Regions from separate parts of the Pan troglodytes genome. Here region 2 is linked to region 1. A link is a contact called in public HiChIP or PLAC-seq data. All regions are on one chromosome and are shown on one strand. Each heading gives the region's core, a stretch centred on a gene start, on an enhancer-like site or on the middle of the called end of the contact. The rest is flanking DNA. Distances are from core to core; before and after follow the strand shown. Region 1 holds the start of NPHP3 (nephrocystin 3). Region 2 holds the start of TMEM108 (transmembrane protein 108).

The links. HiChIP or PLAC-seq counts read pairs in DNA pulled down with a chosen protein or histone mark.
Region 2: a contact with region 1 is called in an H3K4me3 HiChIP or PLAC-seq map of stem cell-derived excitatory neurons, with 4 times the contacts expected there. The contact joins the promoter of TMEM108 here to the promoter of NPHP3 in region 1. A contact is called at or near these places in 3 of 7 Hi-C or Micro-C datasets (induced pluripotent stem cells and stem cell-derived neural progenitor cells), 1 of 1 datasets of contacts at active chromatin or transcription factors (stem cell-derived excitatory neurons) and 1 of 1 other capture datasets (stem cell-derived neural stem cells).

What each region holds. Positions count from the first base shown.
Region 1 is chr2:135,972,083-135,976,377 of NHGRI_mPanTro3-v2.0_pri, forward strand. NPHP3 (nephrocystin 3) reads right to left here and starts at 2,027. Exons shown (of 26, transcript XM_024355683.3): 1 at 1,509-2,027. The coding sequence starts at 1,901.
Region 2 is chr2:136,282,248-136,286,508 of NHGRI_mPanTro3-v2.0_pri, forward strand. TMEM108 (transmembrane protein 108) reads left to right here and starts at 2,534. Exons shown (of 6, transcript XM_016941951.4): 1 at 2,534-2,674.

The DNA of each region.
Region 1 (4,295 bases), core at 777-3,276:
GTTTCCAACGTGCAGTGTCTGTTGGGCAGTGGCTTGGATACATTAAATCAGATATTTGAAATGCACTAGTCCATTTTATACATGCAAGTGCATTAAGGTTGCCCAGTAGGAAAACTGATAAGACAACAGATAAACTGCTATACGGACTTCTTCCCAGACAACGACAATAATTACACAACAGCTAATGAGGGAGTTTAACAACAACAACAACAACAACAACAACAACACCTGACTAGAAGAATGTCTAGTCTTGAAGACAGGAGGCTTTTTTTCTTTTAGAAAAATCAGTCTGAGGTATTTATTTCACCCCGACTGTAACGACTCCGGGAACTCTTAGGCTGCCTATAAGTCTCTCCCACAGTAAAGAGTAAACAAACGACACAACAACGATCAGAGGGGCCCCAAACTGAGGGCAAAAAGTTTTAGAGATTCGTTCACAGAAAAGCAACCTCTTGCTTTATACTATTTTTTTTTTTTTTTTGATACGGAGTCTCGCTCTGTCACCCAAGCTGGAGTGCAATGGTGCAATCTCGGCTCACTGCAACCTCCGCCTCCCGGGTTCAAGCAATTCTCCTGCCTCAGCCTCCTGAGTAGCTGGGATTACAGGCGCCTGCCACCATGCCCGGCTAATTTTTGTATTTTTAGTAGAGACGGGGTTTCACCATGTTGGCCAGGCTGATCTCGAACTCCTGACCTCAGGTGATCCGTCCGCCTAGGCCTCGAAAAGTGTTAGGATTACAGGCGTGAGCCACCACGCCCGGCCGCTTTACATACTATTTTATTGAATTATAATGGACCTGCTACATGGAGGGCATGCAATAATTGCTTTTAGCGTAAATTAATCAAATGGACTAGGGAAATTTGACTACATCTAGAGAAGGTTTTCAACCATGGTGAGATCAGGAGGCTTCCAGAAATTTTCATGTCAAGACCATTAAAATGCAAGAGCGATGAAACTTCACAAAGAAACCGACACATGAGCCCCACTTTGGAGACCCACTTAAAATTTTTATGGTGGGGAGGGGGGTGAAACTCCTAGGAAGAGTTTGCTGAGTTGCTTCAACAGATGTCACCAGCCTTCTGAGAGGGTGGGCGCGGGGGCGGCAGTGGAGCGGGAGATTGGCATTTGCCTCCTCAGGACACTTTCCGGCTAATTTCTTCTAGGTGCCTCAATGAATAAACCAGAAATAGAAAAGCGGGGACCGGGCGCGGTGGCTCACTCCTGTAATCCCAGAACTTTAGGAGGCTAAGGCGGGAGGATCATTGAGCCCAGGAGTTCCAGGTTGCAGTGAGCCGCGATCGTGCCACCGCAGCGAGACCCTGTCCCCAAAAAAAGAGACAGAAAAAGGGGAGGGTTAAGGAATCATTTCAGACTCGAAGAGAATATGGCCTCTCAAATTAAAATGGGCAGTTTCCGCCGAACTTTCAAAGCCGCTTGGTTTGGAGAGGGAGCAGGACGGCCGTGCTTCCCAAGGGTCTCCCGGCGTCGCGGCCCAGCCCGGCGTTACCTGCAGTTCGGCCCGCAGCCGCTTGTTCTCCGTGTCCAGCTTGGCCTCGCGGCGGCCCATGGACAACAACTCCTGGTTCTTGCTGACGCGAAAGATCTCGTACTCCTTCTTGAGCCGCTCGTACTCGGCCGCCGCGTACTCCAGCTCTGGCACCGACGAGCCAGTAGACTTGAAGCTGGCCCCCAGCAGCCCGCCGGCGCCCACCCCGCGGGGCAGCGACCCGGGCCCGGCCCCTGCCGCCGCCCCCGCGCCTCGGCGGAACGAGTTGCGCAGCAGGCGGGCCTTGGGCTTCACCTCCACCGGGATCTCGCAGGCCTCGCCGCCGCCCGCCCCGTACGTGTCCTCGATCACTTCCCCGCCCGCGGGGCTCACGAGCGACGAGGCGGTCCCCATGGCGTCCGTTGCCGCTACTACCTAGTGAGTACCAGCGGGACTGGGCAGCGGAACGGAACGGGACGGGGCAGGGCAGAGGAACGGAACGGGACGGGGCGGGCCAGCGGGATGGAGCGGGGCCGGAGAGCAGGACTGGGCGGAGCAGCGGGACGGGGCGGAGCAGCGGAACGGGGCGAGGCGGGGGAACGGGATGGGGCGGGGAAACAGGAGGGGCGGGGCAGCAGAACTGGGCGGGGCGGGGGTGCAGGACGGGGCGGGGGAGCAGGACGGGGCGGGGCAGCGGAACGGGGCGGGGCGGGGCCGGAGAGCCGGAAGAGGAGAGGCAGCGGAACGGGGCGGGGAGGGAGAGCGGAATGGGGTGGGGCAACTGGAGGGGCGGGGCAGCGGAACGGGACGGGGCCGCGGAACTGGCGGGATGGGCGAGGGGGACGGGGCGGGGCAGCAGGACGGGGCGGGGCAGGGCTGGGCGGGACAACAAGAGGGGCCGGGCAAGTGGGGCGGGGCATGTGGGCGGGGCAGGGCAAACGTGGGTGGGTCGAGAAAGCAAACAGGGCCAGGCGGGCTAGCAAGAAGGGCGGGGCTAGCAGGAAGGATGGGGGGAGTGGCGACTGTGCAGGACCAGCAGTGGACCGGACGCTGGTGGAGTGATGCTCCGAACGCTGGTGGAGTGGTGCTCCGACACAGGGCTTCTCTCCGTTGTCTCCGCCCGGCTCGAGGCTCCCTGGCGGGCGTGCCTCACAGGGAGCACAGGCCTGGGTCCCAGCTGCTCTACAAACGCTGCAGCTATTTCTTTCGCTGCCGCCGTGCCTGACCGGAAACTCCTTTCTGGAAGCAGTTGGGAAATCTGAAAAATTTATGGAGTGCCTGCTATGTGCTTCCCGCGATATCTCTCTCTCAGTATGCATGTAGATAGAATGACCAGCAAGGAATAATGCCAGCAAAGAAAGAGCTTTTAGATTTTACAGTCTGAAACCACTAGGGACAATCCTTAGACAAGGTTAAGTTTTTTAACTCATTGCAGCATGGGACATTGGAGACCGCACACCAGTCTCTCCTTCATTCCCTCTATCAAAGTGGCTAGTCATCTTTTCTCTTACCCTTTAGATTTTCTTCAGGAAGTAGTCATACACTAGGCCTTTGCATTCTTCAAAATCCAGAGTATATATACTAATTTCTTCAGGTGGTCTCCTGAGATAAAGGGAAACATTTCCACCATCACAGTACCTTAAGAACTTTCTACCTTTTCAAATCCGTTCTGATTTCTAACTTCAAATTTTTGAATTCTCCATGTGGATCAGGGGTTTAAGGATCATCCACTAGGTTTCTGACTAAACCCTTTGAACATTTTTGCATCTTAGTACCTCCTTTGGAATGGGCCTCAGCTGAACACTTCCATAACTATGCTTGAGTAAGAAGATAAAATAGCCATCACCCATTCTCTCCAACAAATAACCAAACTCACTATGCTAACTTCCTACAGCTTGGGGAGTACATTCAGATTCTACAGTCTGGAACTGAGTGCTCTGAAGCATGCATCTCTCCTTTCCCCACGTCATTTCTATCCAGTGACATGCCTCTAATCCACATTTCTCCACCCTACTTGCGTACTGATCTTAGATTACTATTGGTCAATGCCAAAGTGACCAAATTTCTTAATCCTAAAAAATGACATTATTTCTTCCTGGCTAACACGGTGAAACCCCGTCTCTACTAAAAATACAAAAAAATTAGCCAGGCGTGGTGGCAGGCGCCTGTAGTCCCAGCTACTCGGGAGGCTGAGGCAGCAGAATGGCGTGAACCTGGGAGGCGAAGCTTGCAGTGAGCCGAGATGGCGCCACTGCACTCCAGCCTGGGCAACAGAGCGAGACTACGTCTTAAAAAAAAAGACATTATTTCTAACCTCATAACCTGTTTTTCTTCATGCTGAATTTAACCCACGTACTTCAGTCTGCATTTTGAAAGAATAACTTTTAATAGAGAAATATAGTGAGAATAAAATATTTGGCAGGTGGCTTATAACTTACTAAAGATGGCCACATTTTTTTAAATAGTCCTCCCATAGAAAAGACAGCTAAGACAGCTACACAATTTGTGGGACCCAGTGAAAAATGAATATGTAATGCCCCTTATTCAAAAATTATAAATATTTTCAAGATGGCAACAGCAGAGCATTAAGCCAAGTATGGGGCCCTTTTGAGTTTTGGGCCCTGCGTTACTGCACATGGGGTTGCATGGCCATGAAGCAAGCCTGTATATGACTCCTCACTTTGAACCTGAGTGAACTCTGACCGCTTGGACCAGTGGAATGTGGCAGAAATGACACTGTGCCAGTTTCCAAGCCCAGGTCTTGAGAGAATGGCGACTTCCACTTCTTGTGTCTTGGAACACTCGGGA
Region 2 (4,261 bases), core at 1,284-3,783, 310 kb after region 1:
TAATAATGACACCCACAAAGAGAAAAATAAATGCTTTTTTCCTAGTTAAAAATTTACATTACTCAGTTAAGTAGCAGTGAAAACTGTCCTTGTTTTACTCAATAGATAAAGCAAGTTTACAAGGTGAGAAAAATTTCTCCCCCATTTGAATGCTGTGAAATATATTTTTAAAAGTGTCACAGAAGGAGGGAAGCTAGTTTGCAGGCTCACACATTGGGCTTCCATATTTCTGGTGTCACAAATAAAGTCACTTTTGAGTAAGATGGCTGGTGTTGGTAGAATGTTCTGAGGGATCTCACTAATTTAGTTAAAATCTAAGTAGGTCATATTCCACTACATTGAATATCACGCCATAAAAAAGTTGTACAATAGTTTTCCAAGGTGCAGGCACTAATCACTTTTAAAAAGTAACAGAATTTGGTAAAACGCCAGTAAAGAGAATTGGAAACCCTTGGAATCTTTGAAATAGACTCACCTAGGTGATGGGTTGCTAGGTGCAGCAAACCACTATGGCACACGTTTACCTTTGTAACAAACCTGCACATCCTGCACATGTACCCCGGAACTTAAAAAATAAAAAATAAATGCTCAAATGGAAATCTGTTTTAGTTAAGAAGGGCATAAAACAAGTAAAGCTATTACCAGAGAGTTTATCAGTTTGGCATAGTTAACAAAAGGCAATACGTTCTTTTAGAAATATTTAGTTAATCAATTGAAATTAAACCTAGTTGTGGACCTAGCTTTTCAATTTAGTCCATTGACTAGTCTTTGGAGTATTTATTACCTATGAATTATTTTTGGCCTTTAAAAATCAGTTCTCAAAAATTATGTGGAAACTTTCTTCTGTTTACAGAGTGTGTATGTCATTAGTGATTTGTGTTGCGGAGTTTAGTTTTCCCTGTTAAAAAATGCGTCTATCGATCTAGCAGCTTATGCAGGTGTTCTCAAGCATGGATGGATATCAAATCGCCAGTAGAACTTTTTAAACCTATAGCTGCCCAAGCCCCACTTCTCATCCCAATCAGAATCTCCAGGCACAGGGCCCCACAACCTACTTCCATAAATACTTACCATCCAGCTAGGCTTGAGAACCACTGGTTTAATGACAGCAAACAAACTTTTTTTTGAGGCTTTCAAAACATTTTTCTTGCTTAGACATTTCTTTACTCCTGCTGTAGCCAGAATCATTGCTGTGACAGGTTTAACATGTTCCCAGAAACTCTGAATTTTGTGCGATGCCATCTCTGATAGGGACAATGTGATGAACAATGTCTGAGATTGCTAGGTGGGCTTCACTTCTGGGGATGAGAAGCCAGAGAAGTTCAGGACACACTGACAAAGGTGAAGTTTTCTCTAAGCGACAGTTTGATCACCTTGATAGTGAGAGAGAAATGCTGAAGCAGGGTTATACCACCTGGTTTCAAGAGATGAGAGATGAAGGTTTTGGAGAATTCAGCACTTAAGAATCTTGAACCACGGCGGTACACTACTGGGTAATAAGAGCTTGGCTACGCTGAACAACAAAGGTTCTAGCTGGCCAGTCCGAAAACACTGAGTCCTTAGGTCAAATTTGAGAGATGACAGGGCCAGTGGGAGTCCTAACTTCTTGACTCTGGAATTACTGACAGAAGAATATTTGGACAGTTTTTAAGACCCCCAAGGCATATTATTTCACAACCTCTTTAGCTTATGCCTGAATTTGTGCTGTGACTGTTAGCTTCCCGGATGTTTTCTCCACATGCTTCTTTCTGAACTAGCCTGTATAGTTCTACAACAAATTGTTACGTTTTGAGAAGCAGGGACCACTTATACCACTTCTCTGGCCAAGTGTCTGGCACCGCGCCACTCAGACACACACGCCCAACCCTTTAGGATTAACGTAGACACAGTGTTCTCTTCCATGGCCATTCCGTCTCCACTTTTGGTTCCACACTCCAGTCACCAAGTTGGCATGATTGCTGCTCCATAGACCAAGGGTGGGTAATGTGGGGATTAAACACACCTTCCCTCAGCTGGTGCCCAAACTGTAAGCATCACCGGGACACCCCATGTAGCCACAGGAACGCTTCTCATCAGTGGAAGAAGGACAAGAAAGGTCGTGCAAGTTTCAAATTACGTGGAGCTGGGGCTACAGCCATTACTTTCGGACAGGTGCAATTCAAAGCGTGATCCTCCGACCAAGAGCTTCGTCATCGCCACCTGGGAGCTTATTAGAAATGCAGGATCTCAGGTCTCCACCCCAGACCTTCTGGATCAGAATCCGCATTTTAACAAGATAGTCAAGTGATTCTTATTTATATTAGAATTTGAGAAGTCAATTGATCTGGTAATTGATCAACTGAGTGCCACTTAGCCCCCGAAAACAGAGACCCTTTGTGCCAGCCTCGCACCCGCTCTGCTAGGTAGCAACCGAACCCCCAGAGACATCGGAGCGGGCGCTGCCGAGGGCAATTTGGTGATTGGCTGGTCTCACCACGTGACCGGCGCTGAGCCTTCCGTGCGACTGGATTGGCTGTCGCGGACGCTGACGGACAAGGCCGGGGCGGGCCAGAGCCTGGTCGGAGGGGCGCGCGCGGGGGCCCGAGGGGCGAAGGCGCGAGTGCGCGAGAGCGCGTGCGCGAGCGGTGGGGCTTTCTCCTGAGCCGTCGGAGGGAGCCGGAGCGCTTCTCCCGAGGTAAGCGGCGCTACGGGGCGGCCCCCCAGTCCTTCCCATGCTGGGTCCCGGCAAGCGGGTTAGGCTGGGCTGGGCGGGGCGCGGGGAGGTGTGGGGTCAGCTTGCCCCGGGAGCCCAGCTTCAGGGAGGATGCAGCCCCGGTTGCCTTGGTTTCCCTTTTCCTATCCTCTCAGGCACCTTCCCATCCTCCCCACTGCGTGACGGGTCTGCCCGAGGGGAGTTGCCCACCTGGCAGCCCTGCCTCCGCCTTTGTTTCCCGCCTGGAGGGTTGCTGGCATGAACCCCCTCCCCAGGTGTAGGGTGCGGGTGATGGGGCGCGGGCGTCAGGAGCGCTGGACCTGAGCTGGGGCCGAGGAGGAGGTGGCTTTAATGCAGGGGGACCTGTCACATGGGAAAACGAAGAAGAAGAAATGTAGTGTCACTTTGGCCAGCCCGTGGGACTCGAACTAATCCCGCGGCCGCGAGCGAAGCCAAATTCCTAGCGCAGCTGTGCGAAGAGCCCTCCTGCCTAGGTGCCGGCGGCCTCGCCGGGGACGGAGCCTCCGTGCTGCCCGGGAGGTTGCTCTGCCGGCTGGACCTGGCGGTTTTCACCCCAGAGTTTCAGCGAAATTGAACGCTTTGAGCCTGCTGGAGGAATCCAGAGATTGGTTCAGGGGCTATTTTTTTTTTTTAAGCAGTTGGGCACCGGTGGAGCCGGTCTAAATGAGAGTCTACAAAAACGAATTTCAGATGCAGCGTAACTGATGACTGGTAAATGGTGAGGAGGGAAATGCCTGCAGTGAACTGCAGACCACCACACTGAGATTCTTCCTTAAGAAGATAGGTTTTTTTTTTCGGAGGAAGGGTTGTAGTTTCTGCAAACAGGTTTTTCTGGGGGTACCCAGGAAGGTTATTACTTATTTTCAGCATGTTACTGGGTTGTGGGGAGAGGGAAGGCAGGGTCTAAACTAAACCTACTCAGACATCCTTAATTCTTTGAAAAGTGTGTGCTCGATGAAGACCATTTGGCTGCCAAAAGAGGTTTGTATGGGAGTCCGGGGGAGATGGATTGTTGCCTTTAAATCATACTTTAAAAAGGGGAAGGTATGTCCAGGAACTTAAGAGCAGATTAAGCTATGCAAAGTATTCCCTGCCTCTCCTCCATTTCCCCAGACAGCTCATAGGCAAACATAAAAAGTCCCTTCAATTTTCCACGGGTTAACTTCTTGATTTATTGGATACACCTGGTAATCTACTCTGTAAGAAATGGTTCAACTAACTCATTATGAAGATATTACTGTGTTCTGGAGTTTCCACGTAATTTATTCAGAACTCTTTCTGGTATGAGATGGACAAGGGTCTCTCTACCTTGTCCCTTGGAGACATCCTGATACCTTCAAAGCCCTTTATAGCTCTTACATTCCCTGTACAACATCATGTTTCTTTAGGAAATGACCTGATTTCAAACCTCTAAAACACACCCCATGCCTGTGAAATGCCTACACTTGCCAAGAATTCAGTTTACTAGGCAAGATAAATATTTTTTTTTAAGAGGGAACACCTAAATTTGTTAGGGGTATCAAATTCAGGTTTATCAGCCACAGGAAA